Linked DNA regions of Mus musculus: regions 1 and 2 are each linked to region 3. The links are chromatin contacts, called in public HiChIP or PLAC-seq maps. All regions are on one chromosome and are shown on one strand. The core of a region is the stretch at or near the end of the contact, and the rest is flanking DNA. Distances in the headings are between cores, read along the strand shown.

The links. HiChIP or PLAC-seq counts read pairs in DNA pulled down with a chosen protein or histone mark.
Region 1: an H3K27ac HiChIP or PLAC-seq map of stem cell-derived neural progenitor cells shows a contact between it and region 3, with 4 times the contacts expected there. The contact joins two enhancer-like sites. A contact is called at or near these places in 13 of 39 promoter capture datasets (the 3T3-L1 cell line, the C10 cell line, the HPC-7 cell line and 11 more), 2 of 15 datasets of contacts at CTCF or cohesin (large pre-B cells and pro-B cells), 6 of 484 Hi-C or Micro-C datasets (the C10 cell line, the G1E-ER4 cell line, cerebellar granule neurons and 2 more), 6 of 115 datasets of contacts at active chromatin or transcription factors (cardiomyocytes, embryonic forebrain, embryonic midbrain and 3 more) and 4 of 9 other capture datasets (adipose tissue, liver, macrophages and 1 more).
Region 2: a contact with region 3 is called in an H3K27ac HiChIP or PLAC-seq map of microglia, with 8 times the contacts expected there. The contact joins two enhancer-like sites. A contact is called at or near these places in 3 of 39 promoter capture datasets (the 3T3-L1 cell line, embryonic stem cells and hippocampal neurons), 11 of 15 datasets of contacts at CTCF or cohesin (CD8 T cells, the NIH/3T3 cell line, embryonic stem cells and 5 more), 296 of 484 Hi-C or Micro-C datasets (the 3T3-L1 cell line, 3T3-L1-derived adipocytes, the 4T1 cell line and 152 more), 37 of 115 datasets of contacts at active chromatin or transcription factors (the 230-238 cell line, the HPC-7 cell line, T-cell acute lymphoblastic leukemia and 26 more) and 2 of 9 other capture datasets (embryonic tail and embryonic trunk).

What each region holds. Positions count from the first base shown.
Region 1 is chr7:48,833,502-48,836,877 of GRCm38.p6, forward strand. Csrp3 (cysteine and glycine-rich protein 3) reads right to left here. Exons shown (of 6, transcript NM_001198841.1): 3 at 1,966-2,134; 4 at 238-370. Among named protein-coding and RNA genes, the nearest start is that of Csrp3, 13 kb to the right of the region's middle. Within about 2 kb of position 1,885, at least 28 of the 459 cell types and tissues checked have an H3K27ac peak or open chromatin away from gene starts, as enhancers often do. A contact at or near this core is called in the G1E-ER4 cell line and stem cell-derived neural progenitor cells, where this site is marked.
Region 2 is chr7:48,756,307-48,759,548 of GRCm38.p6, forward strand. It overlaps Gm32263 (a long non-coding RNA gene), which reads right to left. Exons shown (of 3, transcript XR_391444.2): 2 at 1,932-2,056. Among named protein-coding and RNA genes, the nearest start is that of Gm45086, 9.7 kb to the left of the region's middle. Within about 2 kb of position 1,970, at least 8 of the 459 cell types and tissues checked have an H3K27ac peak or open chromatin away from gene starts, as enhancers often do. A contact at or near this core is called in microglia, where this site is marked.
Region 3 is chr7:49,118,617-49,121,885 of GRCm38.p6, forward strand. It overlaps a transcript of Nav2 not described here. Among named protein-coding and RNA genes, the nearest start is that of 9130015G15Rik, 42 kb to the right of the region's middle. Within about 2 kb of position 1,680, at least 48 of the 459 cell types and tissues checked have an H3K27ac peak or open chromatin away from gene starts, as enhancers often do. A contact at or near this core is called in the G1E-ER4 cell line, microglia and stem cell-derived neural progenitor cells, where this site is marked.

The DNA.
Region 1 (3,376 bases), core at 635-3,134, 280 kb before region 3:
TATATGCCTTCACCCCAGTACACTAATTCTTATGATGACAAAGTATACTAGTTGTAGTTCTTAAAGGGCAGCAGTCACAAAATTGGGAAATGTATGGTTTCTAAACAGGTTGTGAGAGCTAAGGAAGATGAAGGGTCTGGCACCTACCCACAGTTCCCACTTTCAGTTCTCCCACAGATCCAGTGGAGATGAGAATCTGGGATTTGGCTCACCCAGACATCCTCACTGTGACCTCACCTTGCCACCTCCCATGACCTTCTCAGCAGCGTATACCGACTTTCCACATCGTGGGCACTTCTCTGATTCTCCAAACTTTGCAGAGAATTTGGAAGGGTTGCTTGTGGTGGCTGCTCGAGCTGGCTTTGGGGATCTGGTGGAAGTATAAATTAAATGAAGACTTCCCTTGGCACACACTCTGAAAATTGTGTCTTGCGTGGAGTACCTCACTCTACTGTGTTGCCTCTTTCTCTTCATCTGGAAAATGGGGGCAATCATGGGACCTGTCCCAGCTGTTGAGCATGTTAAGTATGATGACTGTGTTAAAGCACTGAACTCAGCTCCTGTTGGTGTGGGTGGGCAAATGTGGGTCAGCTTTTACGCCTTTGCTTCCACACTTTGGTGAGTGTTCTGTACACGTTCGTGTGTTGTTATTGTTGTGCTGTTGTTGGTTTGATTTTTGCTTCAGATTTCTCTGTATGATCATGAAACCAGCTGACTATCTGAGTAGTGAAATCTGTTATCTATTATGACAATTTACCCCTTGTCATTCATCCCAACGTCACCTACTCCCTTAAGAGCAGTATCCAAAATAGAGGAAAGACTCAGTGCTGTGCATCTGTACTCGTCGATGTTTCCTCATACTTGGTATCCCCTGAGCCTTACTGGTGTTTGAAGTGGATATGGATAGTGAGGAAAGAGGGACTGACAGACAATAATAAGAGTCGGCATCTCCTGCTGGTGGAGCTGGAAAGAAACCCTGGTTTCCTGTTTTCCCAGTGGCAGAAAATGGACTTTAAATGATGCAAGACAGAGAGTGCAGTTGGCATCACGTCCTAGTCTTTAACAAAAGGTCTCCAGCTGGGATGGTGAGTAATGAGAAAAAATAAAGGAGGGGTGTCCCTAGTTAACAGTGAACACACGTCCCTAAACTTTTCCAGGCTCCATGGTGGATGACTCTGTTCTTAAGGGACCAAATAACAGACTGCTCTCTGAGGGACTTACACAGGTGAGCTAATCTTTCTGGCCAGCCACCATAGAGCTAAGCCCAGACAGACACCAGCTGGCCAGACTGCAGCTGTAGCTCAGCCACTGTCAGACTGTTTTCAATTCTGGCTCATGGTCAATGGTGATCAGCAATGAAACTGGGGCTTGGGGTGGGGAGACTGAGCTGGCCATGGCCCTTGTGATTTCCCAGCCCTTAGGATTGAGTTGGGGAGCATCAGCACTGTATGGGCTGCGGGCAGTCAAGAAGGCCCACAAAAAGCATTAGAATTGATTCTTTCCTTCAGAGGCTCATCCCCAGACCCTTCCCTCGCATTGCAGACGTTACTCATCTTACAGCCTAAGAAAGAAATCGTTAACGGCGAGCACACGGAGAATGGCCATTGCTTTCCTGCTGCATTTATGTGATTTACACAGAAGCTCTCAAGGGTGAAGCAAAGAGACTCTGTGCAGTTTACAAAGGCCAAATAATGAAACATCTGTACAGTCTTAGTTCTCTCTTGACATGCAAACCAAGAACCACCATGTAAAAGTAATTGCCCTTTAGAAAGACAGATAATTTAAAGAAAGTCTTCAGAGAGACAACACATTGTTAGGACTTGGTCAGAGTGAGTGTTCCTATTGTTGGCGAATCAACAATAGAGTCCATTCTCCCACTTCTAGAAAATGTTGCTATGGGAACAGAGTGAACTGTCTTGATAATTTGAGAGTCACAGAGAAAGAAGAAGCATGGCAGTAACTTACTGTTGGAACTGCAGGCCAAGATGCTCGCCAGTGTCTGTGCTGAGGCAGCCAGCGCCTTGTCCGAACCCGATCCCCTTGGGGCCATACCTGCGCCCATAGCACACCTTACAGTAGATCTCTGACTCATGAGCTGCCACTGTGGTGCTGTCCAGAGCTTTCCTGCAGGCCACTGCAGAGGAATGGAAGGGGGGGTTAGAGGTGAGCTCCCCATCTCTCTCTCTGTACCTGATGCACAGAGCCCCAAGCCATGAACACATCTGTGATTCCAGAAATGTTCAGAGCATTTGTCCTGAGTCACTCATTTTGACACTCAGAGAAGAGACAAGTTATGATGTTTGGCATCCCCAGCTGGAAAGGGGGCAGAAAACACTGCAATCGTGTATGTAGTCTTGGACCTGCTCGCCACAGTGCTCCTGACCAGCCAATGAGTCAATGCTGAATGGTGTCAGGGAATGGGAAGTAAGGACCAAAGTTTGTGTGTGTGTGTGTGTGTGTGTGTGTGTGTGTGTGTGTGTGTGTGTGTGTGTGTGATGTGTGTGTGTGCACATATGGTGTTTGGAATTTAACTGAGGGCCTCAGGCATACCCACTGTTACATAAGCAATCCTGAGGGTGGGACTTTCAAGGAGGTAAATAAAAATGTTAAATCGTTGAATAATATCTAACAATACACATGAAGAATACATGGATTTGGAAATGCTCCTTGTTCCTAATCTCACACAAACTCAGGGATCCCATTGTTTCTTGGCATCCCCCTTTCAACCACTCATTTCTGGGACAGCTGATTGTAGCTAGCCTCCCTGAACAGCTCATGTTCACTTAGGTCTCTACCTGAGCCCTTGACAGGCAGCCCTTGTTTGTTCCCTGACCAGGAGGCTACAGCATGAAAACAATCTCCACATGTACAGCCTCTTACCCACCACAACACCAAGACAGTGTAAAGTGTAAAGAATTTCCACGACTCAACAAAACGCTGTAGTGCTTTGCAATAATGGCTGCTAAGTGCTTATAGCAATACTCTTTAAATGGATCATAACCTCAGAAATAATAAGACATGTATATTCTTTTTATTTGTTTCTTTAAAAAACAACAACAACAACAACAGTTTCTCCAAGTGATCTTTGTAAGCAATCTGGCACAGGTGAGATCGTCGCAGGTAAGCATGTATTCCTGAAGTGGTATTTTGTTGTTAAAAAATATATAGTGCAATTGAAACAGAAATAAAAGAAGAAGCTGAGGTTCCCAATGAAGTAGAATGGGCCAGAGGCTAAAGGTTGTGGAGCTTTTGAAGAGGGGAGTCTGGGAGAGAATTTATTCAAGTACCTACTGGTCAAAAATTCTTTGCTAAAAAAAAAAATCAAGTTGTTCAGTTGGGTCTCCAATAGCATGAGAGACTTTCAAATGCTTTGAAT
Region 2 (3,242 bases), core at 720-3,219, 360 kb before region 3:
AGTGTGTGTGTGTGTGTGTGTGTGTGTGTGTTGTATGTGTATGTGTGCACGCACGTGCTCATTTTGTGTGCAAATGTGCATCTGTGTGTTTGGAGGCCATAGGTAAACTTTGAGTGTTAATCTTCAGAATCCATCCATCTAGTCACTTGGAACTAGCCAATTATCTAGGCTGGCTGGTTGCCTGATGAGCCCCAGGGAGCCAACTCTCCATACTTCCATACTGCTGGGATTACAAACAGGTACAACCACTCCTGGATTTCTATGAGGATACTAGGAACTGGATTTAGTTCCTTATGCCTGTACAACAAGAATTTTAGCAACAAAGCTACCTCTCAAACTCTGATCTAGATTTTGTTTTTTAATGATTTTTTTTTGATTTTCTATGTATGAATGTTTCGCTTGCATATATGTATATCACTATATGTGTTCTTGGTGTCTCCGGAATCCAGAAGAGGGCACCAGATCCCTGGACTTAGAGTTACAGAGGGCTGTAAGTTGCTGTGCCATAACTGGAGATTGAACCTAGGTCTTCTGAAAAAGTAGAAAGTGCTCTTAGTCACCAAACCCTTTCTCTAGGTTCTGATCTAAAATTCTTCAATCTAAAGCTAATGATGGGGACTCACAGCCCCTCTTGGGAGAGTCTTTTAACTTCTTTCATCAAAACAGACCGTCAGAATAATTAAATAATGATGACATCCTCATAGGCCAATACCATACCTTATCTCCCAGTTTTCCCCAGCAGATAACCCCTGTGAGGTTCTAGTTGGATGACAATCAAATGCCTGTCTCACTTCACAAGAGAGAGCAGTATGACATATGACCCAGGTCCAAGCCCTGCCTCCCTCTCAGCTGCATGGTCTTGGACAAGTTCACTAATCAACCTGAACCTGAGTTTGAACAGTTGACCTTGGGGAAAGCTGGGGATAGCTGAAAGAAATCACAGCCCTGGAGAGCCTAGCACAATGTTTGACTCATGACAGATGTTCACTACGCATGGAGTGGCCATGAAAAAAATAGCAATGGGTTAATCTCAGAGAAGCCCACACTCAGAACAGCGTAGAGTGAGCAAGTAGGTCCCAGGCAGCCTTCCCTTTACAGCACTCCTCAGCTCCTCATGGCAGCCCAGGGAAGCTGTTATTATTATTGGAGTGTGGCACCAGAAACTGACTGGCTAACTACCATCTTTCACACATATCAGAGCTAGGACATGGGCTCCATTCTGGAGACTTTCAGGTAAGACTCTTTGGTGCCACCAAAAGATCATGTTGGCAAGGACTGAAGAGGATGTGGTGACACAAACCTCTGAACTCAGATGACCTAGGCCTGAACCTCCAGAGATGCAGCCCTGCAATGCCTGGTATGTAGCTTGAAACTATCACATCTCCTCTCAGGGACCCAGTGGCTTCATCTGCCATTCAAATATGTTGCCCAGACAACAACCCCTAAGTCCTGTCTCAGTTCTGACCTGCTGACATGCTTCTCAGATTTCAGAAGGAACCAGAGGACTCCATCTTTGAAGCCGGCAGACCCCAAATCTCAAATCAGTCTTCTTGCTCGAACCCATGTTTTTCTGCATGAATTCAAGATTTGCCAGGCAAAAGCTCTGTAATTATCCTGCAGGGACCAGCCTGGCTAATAATTACCCCTATTATTTTTAATTGTATTTTACAAGGTGCCTTTCATCTAAGATCTCAAAGGACTTCTCAAACATTCATTAGTCAGGCCCCACCCTTCTCTGTGTGGATGTGAAAGGCAGAGGCTGATTTTTTTTTAATGCCAGAAATAAGGAGTTGGGTAAGGAAGGTGGCTGCAGTCCCTGAATTTTTCTTTCCTTGGCATTCAAAGAAAAGAATTGACCTACACCTGGAAGTGTTCACCTTCTGAGCTAGTTCATGGACTGTCAGGAGGAGGGACTGGATGGGGAAGCATACCTCCTTGCTAGTCAGCTATATAGGAGACAGTGGTTTAGCCTGGCTCCCCACAACAGTTTCACTTCACCTTAGTCCTCGGCTGGACTTTGAGCTGGTCTCCAACAGACAGACCTGAGGCTGGTAACCTGAAAGACACAAGTGAGCAAAAGAAGCTAGCCTCCACATCCCAGAGGGGCTTAAGATCACTAGAGGGCTGTGCAGTGAACACAGGGGAGAGAGCTGTAAACATGCAAATAGCAAATGGGCAGCAGATAGAAAGCTGTCCAAGGAAAGGACATGTAAGGGTTGTTCCTGCCCAGCGTCCAGCCCTTTCTTTTCTTTTCTGCCAGTCACCCTGCACTCAAGCTTGGTCCCTGAGCGTCATTGTGCATGAAATTTTCTCTATACTTTGTGAGTATATTAGTAAGGACCACAAGTCCAACCAATCAGCACCCAACCCCTCCTAACCACAATATTTGTTTGCAAGTGGCACAGGCTGGGCCATTAAGAAGCCTCTTGAAGAATTTTCGGGAACTCCTAAGGGGGGAAAAAACTATCTTTATTTTGAGGTTACCAAGCTAGAAGGGTACAAACACGGAACCTCTTCGGCCACTGGATGGGATAGCCTAAAGATAATGAAAGCAGAACTTCAGGGTAGTAGGGGGCTTCTTGCAAACTAGTGCTAATTTTGTAGCTGTTACTTGATTAACACATTTCCTTTTCATCCATTCACAAACCACTTTAATGTAAGTTTCTTTTATGCCTAACAGTGGAATAAAGCTATGGGATGGATCCTGGGTCTGCTAGAGCATTGCCCGGCTTCTTCCTAATGATCTTCCTCATCCATCATCCATTCAACCATGCATCCATTCGAGATAACACATTCAGTGTATATAAAAGTTCAAGGCACATTGTTGAATGAATAGATGACTAATGTGCCATGACAGATTCAGTGACAAAGATCAGTCACCTCAATAATCCTATGTGGATATTCGATGATAAATTGCAAGGCAAATTATGAACTGAGAACTTGGAGCTGAGTCGGGATCAGCTCTGCCACCAGGATGTCAGCTGCACTTAGTCAGACTTAAGCCTTTCTTTACCAAGCATGACCCTCTCATACTGTAGCCCAAACAGGAGGGTCTGGGTGTCATTGGCAGGCATGTGGTTTTCCTGTTGGGGCTGGTGCTGACACTGTGACTCTCTGGTGACATGGGTGAGACTTGACAAGGACCTGTCTTTCTCCTTGTACTGGGGTGATTTACATTAAACATGGACCTGCCTGGGAGGCACAGAGGTGAGGTGAGTGTTAATTCCTTCACGATGGCTCTG
Region 3 (3,269 bases), core at 430-2,929:
AGACCCACAGAGGTCAACTGAATGGGCCAATGTGGTGGGTGCATAGTAAATTCTGGAATGGAGATTTGAATACACAGCTCTTACTGCTCGGGAGCTGAGACTGCCTAACCATCCATTCACTGATTCATCTTCAGGCACCCCATCTGTAGGCACCCCATCCTTAAGCGCCCTGTATAAAGCTCCTTTCTTCCCACATGGCCCCATGGCTTCTCTGAGATTAGGATTACCCACTTCTATCACTGTTCTTGCCACAGTTGCTATCAGAACATGGGCAGGGGGTCAATGGGCTTATTTGGAATTGCAATCAAGTTCTCTATTTATGTAAACCAAGCTCTGAGCTCCACAGGGGTAAGGACCATAGGAACCTTCTTAGAGTTTCTCCTACATGCCCCAGAGGTGGACATCTAAAGGTCATGCCCTCGCCATGCAAGTCCCCCCTGGCTGGGTTGTGGCCTCAGGTGGCAATCCCAGGCCAGGAGCCACCTGGGTGCATTCGCCTGGCTCCCCGGCTCCACACCCACCCTCCCTCTGGGACTCACCGCCCACCAGGTGTGCACGTTCACAGCTTCCTTCGTGTGTTGGCTACAGGAACTCAGAGGTTGCACACAGGGTTTAAGAATAGCAGCCTTAGCAGCTGTCTTGTCGAAACAGAATGAGAAACTGTGAAGAAGGAGTCTATGAAGCCAGCCACGTCCTGCTTCCTTTGTTTCTGCAGGAAGGCAGTGGTGGGAAAACACCCATCCTTTAGAGCAATGCCTCCCCCCCCCCCTGAAGTATACTGAACTTCTAGAATGGTTCTGGATTGTGGTCATTGCCTTTCTTAGCTTTTTTTCTCTCTCCCCTCCCTTCCTCCCCTCTCCCCCCTCCTCTCCCCTCTCATCCTCTCTTCTCCTCTCCTCTCCTCTGCTAAGGATGATGATCCAGGACTCTGTTGCCCCACAGTTCAGAAGCTGCTGAGTTTTTCGGGTCCCCCACCCTATGGAGGAAGGGGGCCAGTGAATTACTGATGAGGGGCCCTACTCCTATGGCTGAGTTAGAGCAGCCCAGATCTTGATGAAGGCAGCACAGGACACAGGGCAGAACCCTGTAAGGAGCAGGTGGCAAGAAGGGTTAGAGAAAAAGTGGGTGGCCATTTGCCCCACTACCACCACCCCAGGGGCTCCAAAGGGCAAGAGCCAGAGTGAAAGAAATCCAGGGATGTATAGAACCATCAGAGGGTGCAGGGTGTCTACTGGGAATTCACAGTTTCTAGTCACTGGGGGCTCAGGCCATCCCTTAGCCCCTCTTTGAACACAATCCCCAGAAAACTGGGGCAGTGCCATTCTGTCTGGGAGTGCAGAGGCACCAACACCTCCCTCAATGGGCCCCGAACTCCCTCCTCACCCTCAGCCTCTCCCAGAGCCACCCTGGCATAGCAGAGCTGCCTAGGCTGGATCCCATTTGGACCAGAGATCTGTTCATCACGGGCTGAGAGGAAACCGCTTTGTGCCATGAAGGATAAGAAGAACAGTATATTTTTCAGGCTCACAGATATCATTGGCATTTGGGAGAGGAAATGGGGGGAAAAAAGCCAGTTTCAGCGCTGCGTTTGAGAGCCGAGGCGCGTTCATTGGCCAGTGGCAGGCTGTGAGTGAGGCATTTTCTCTTGAAAAAAACGCTGTCTGTGAAGGACGGTTTCCCAGGCCACAGTTCTGCCCACCCAGGAATTTCCGAGTTCTTTAGAGTTAACACTGCAGCGTGAGTGTATGGGGGCAGGGCAACAGGGTAAAGGGAGCGTTGGTGCCGAGAGCATCCTGCCCGTGGCGGCGAAATGAACGTGGCCAGAGAGATTCTTTCTGTGTCCATCGTGCCCAGCAAAAAACCGAGAGCAGAGAGTGGGTAAAGGGAAGAAAAGAATAGGAGAGGAGGGGAGGGGAAACAAGAGAAGAGACACAGGCTTTGAGGTCGTACTGCCGGTGTATTCAGCATAGTAGTCACGTGCTCTTCCTGGACACATTTATGTGGGGACAGGACAAGCCTCTTGGTCTAAAAAAAAAAAAAAGAAGAAGAAGAAAGGCTGTCTCTGCTACTGCATGAATCACTGGAAGGGACCCAGGAAAGCCACCTGTCTCGTGAAGCTCCTGCCCAATGCAAGGCTCTCTTTTTGGGGGGCGGGGGCTGCGGGGGGCAGTGAATAAAGTGCATTTATTTTCTTCCATGCTTTGTTTTTCTGTTTGAAGAAAACCTCCCCCTCAGTGTCATCTGGATGGCGGAGGGGACAGCCCCTAGAAGGTATAGGAGGTGACGGTGTTGGTGCTGAGAGCCATAGAAAGGTTAGGTATCCAATGTGCCTGGCTCCTAGGTACCTCCCGTCCCCAGGGCAGAAGAGTGTAAGAGCTTCATCAGGGTGAAGCAGGAGACAGAGTTTTGCACCCGCAGCTCTCTGCCCTGGGTCAGCACCAGGAGAAAGCCTTCCTTCACAGCTTCCAGCTTGTCCATACTGATGTGTGTATGCCTATGCGCGTGCGTGCGTGCGCGTGCACGTGTACACACACACTCACACACACACACACTGGCTCCCCATAGCTCCCAAGGATGAGAGACGGAAGAAGATGCCATTCAGCAGACTGTAAAGTGTCCAGCAAAGCTGAAGTGGCCTCCTCCGTCTACAGCCTGACAGTTTTACTTGAAATGCCAGAGTACATTTCAGGTGCACTCGGGCACTGCAAATTGAGTCTAGCCTGCTGGTTTTGCCACGCCCTCCCGAAGGTACATACACCTCCAGCATGCTAAGGCAGGAGGTTGAAAGCCATGCCAACCTGACTGTGTGGTGCCAGCCAGCGGGAACTTACCAGAAAAGCAAAGCCCGGAGGGAATTCTGCGGAGTGGTGCTGCCCCCTTCTGGCTGCGCAGGCTGAGCCAGTCAGTGGGTGTACAGAGCCGACTCCAAGGCCCAACTGATAAAATCTCTACAGGAATCCAAAGGGAGTCAGGTTTTCCACTATTTTCCAGTAGTAAAAAAGGAGGATGGAACATTTCATGTTAAAAACCTCTGAGAGGTCTTTCTCGTTTTAAAACATTGTCCTCCAAGGTCAGAATAAGTGACAATAAGTAGCTGATCAGGAGCAGGGGAGGGGGACACTAGTAAGAGATTAGTGCCTTCTACAAACTGATCTTTAGTCTGCATTCAGGGTCCTTTCTGTAGAAAATATGTATCTATGTACCTTTTTTTTTTTTTTTGGTTTTTCCAGACAGGGTTTCTCTGTATAGTCTTGGCTGTCCTGGAACTC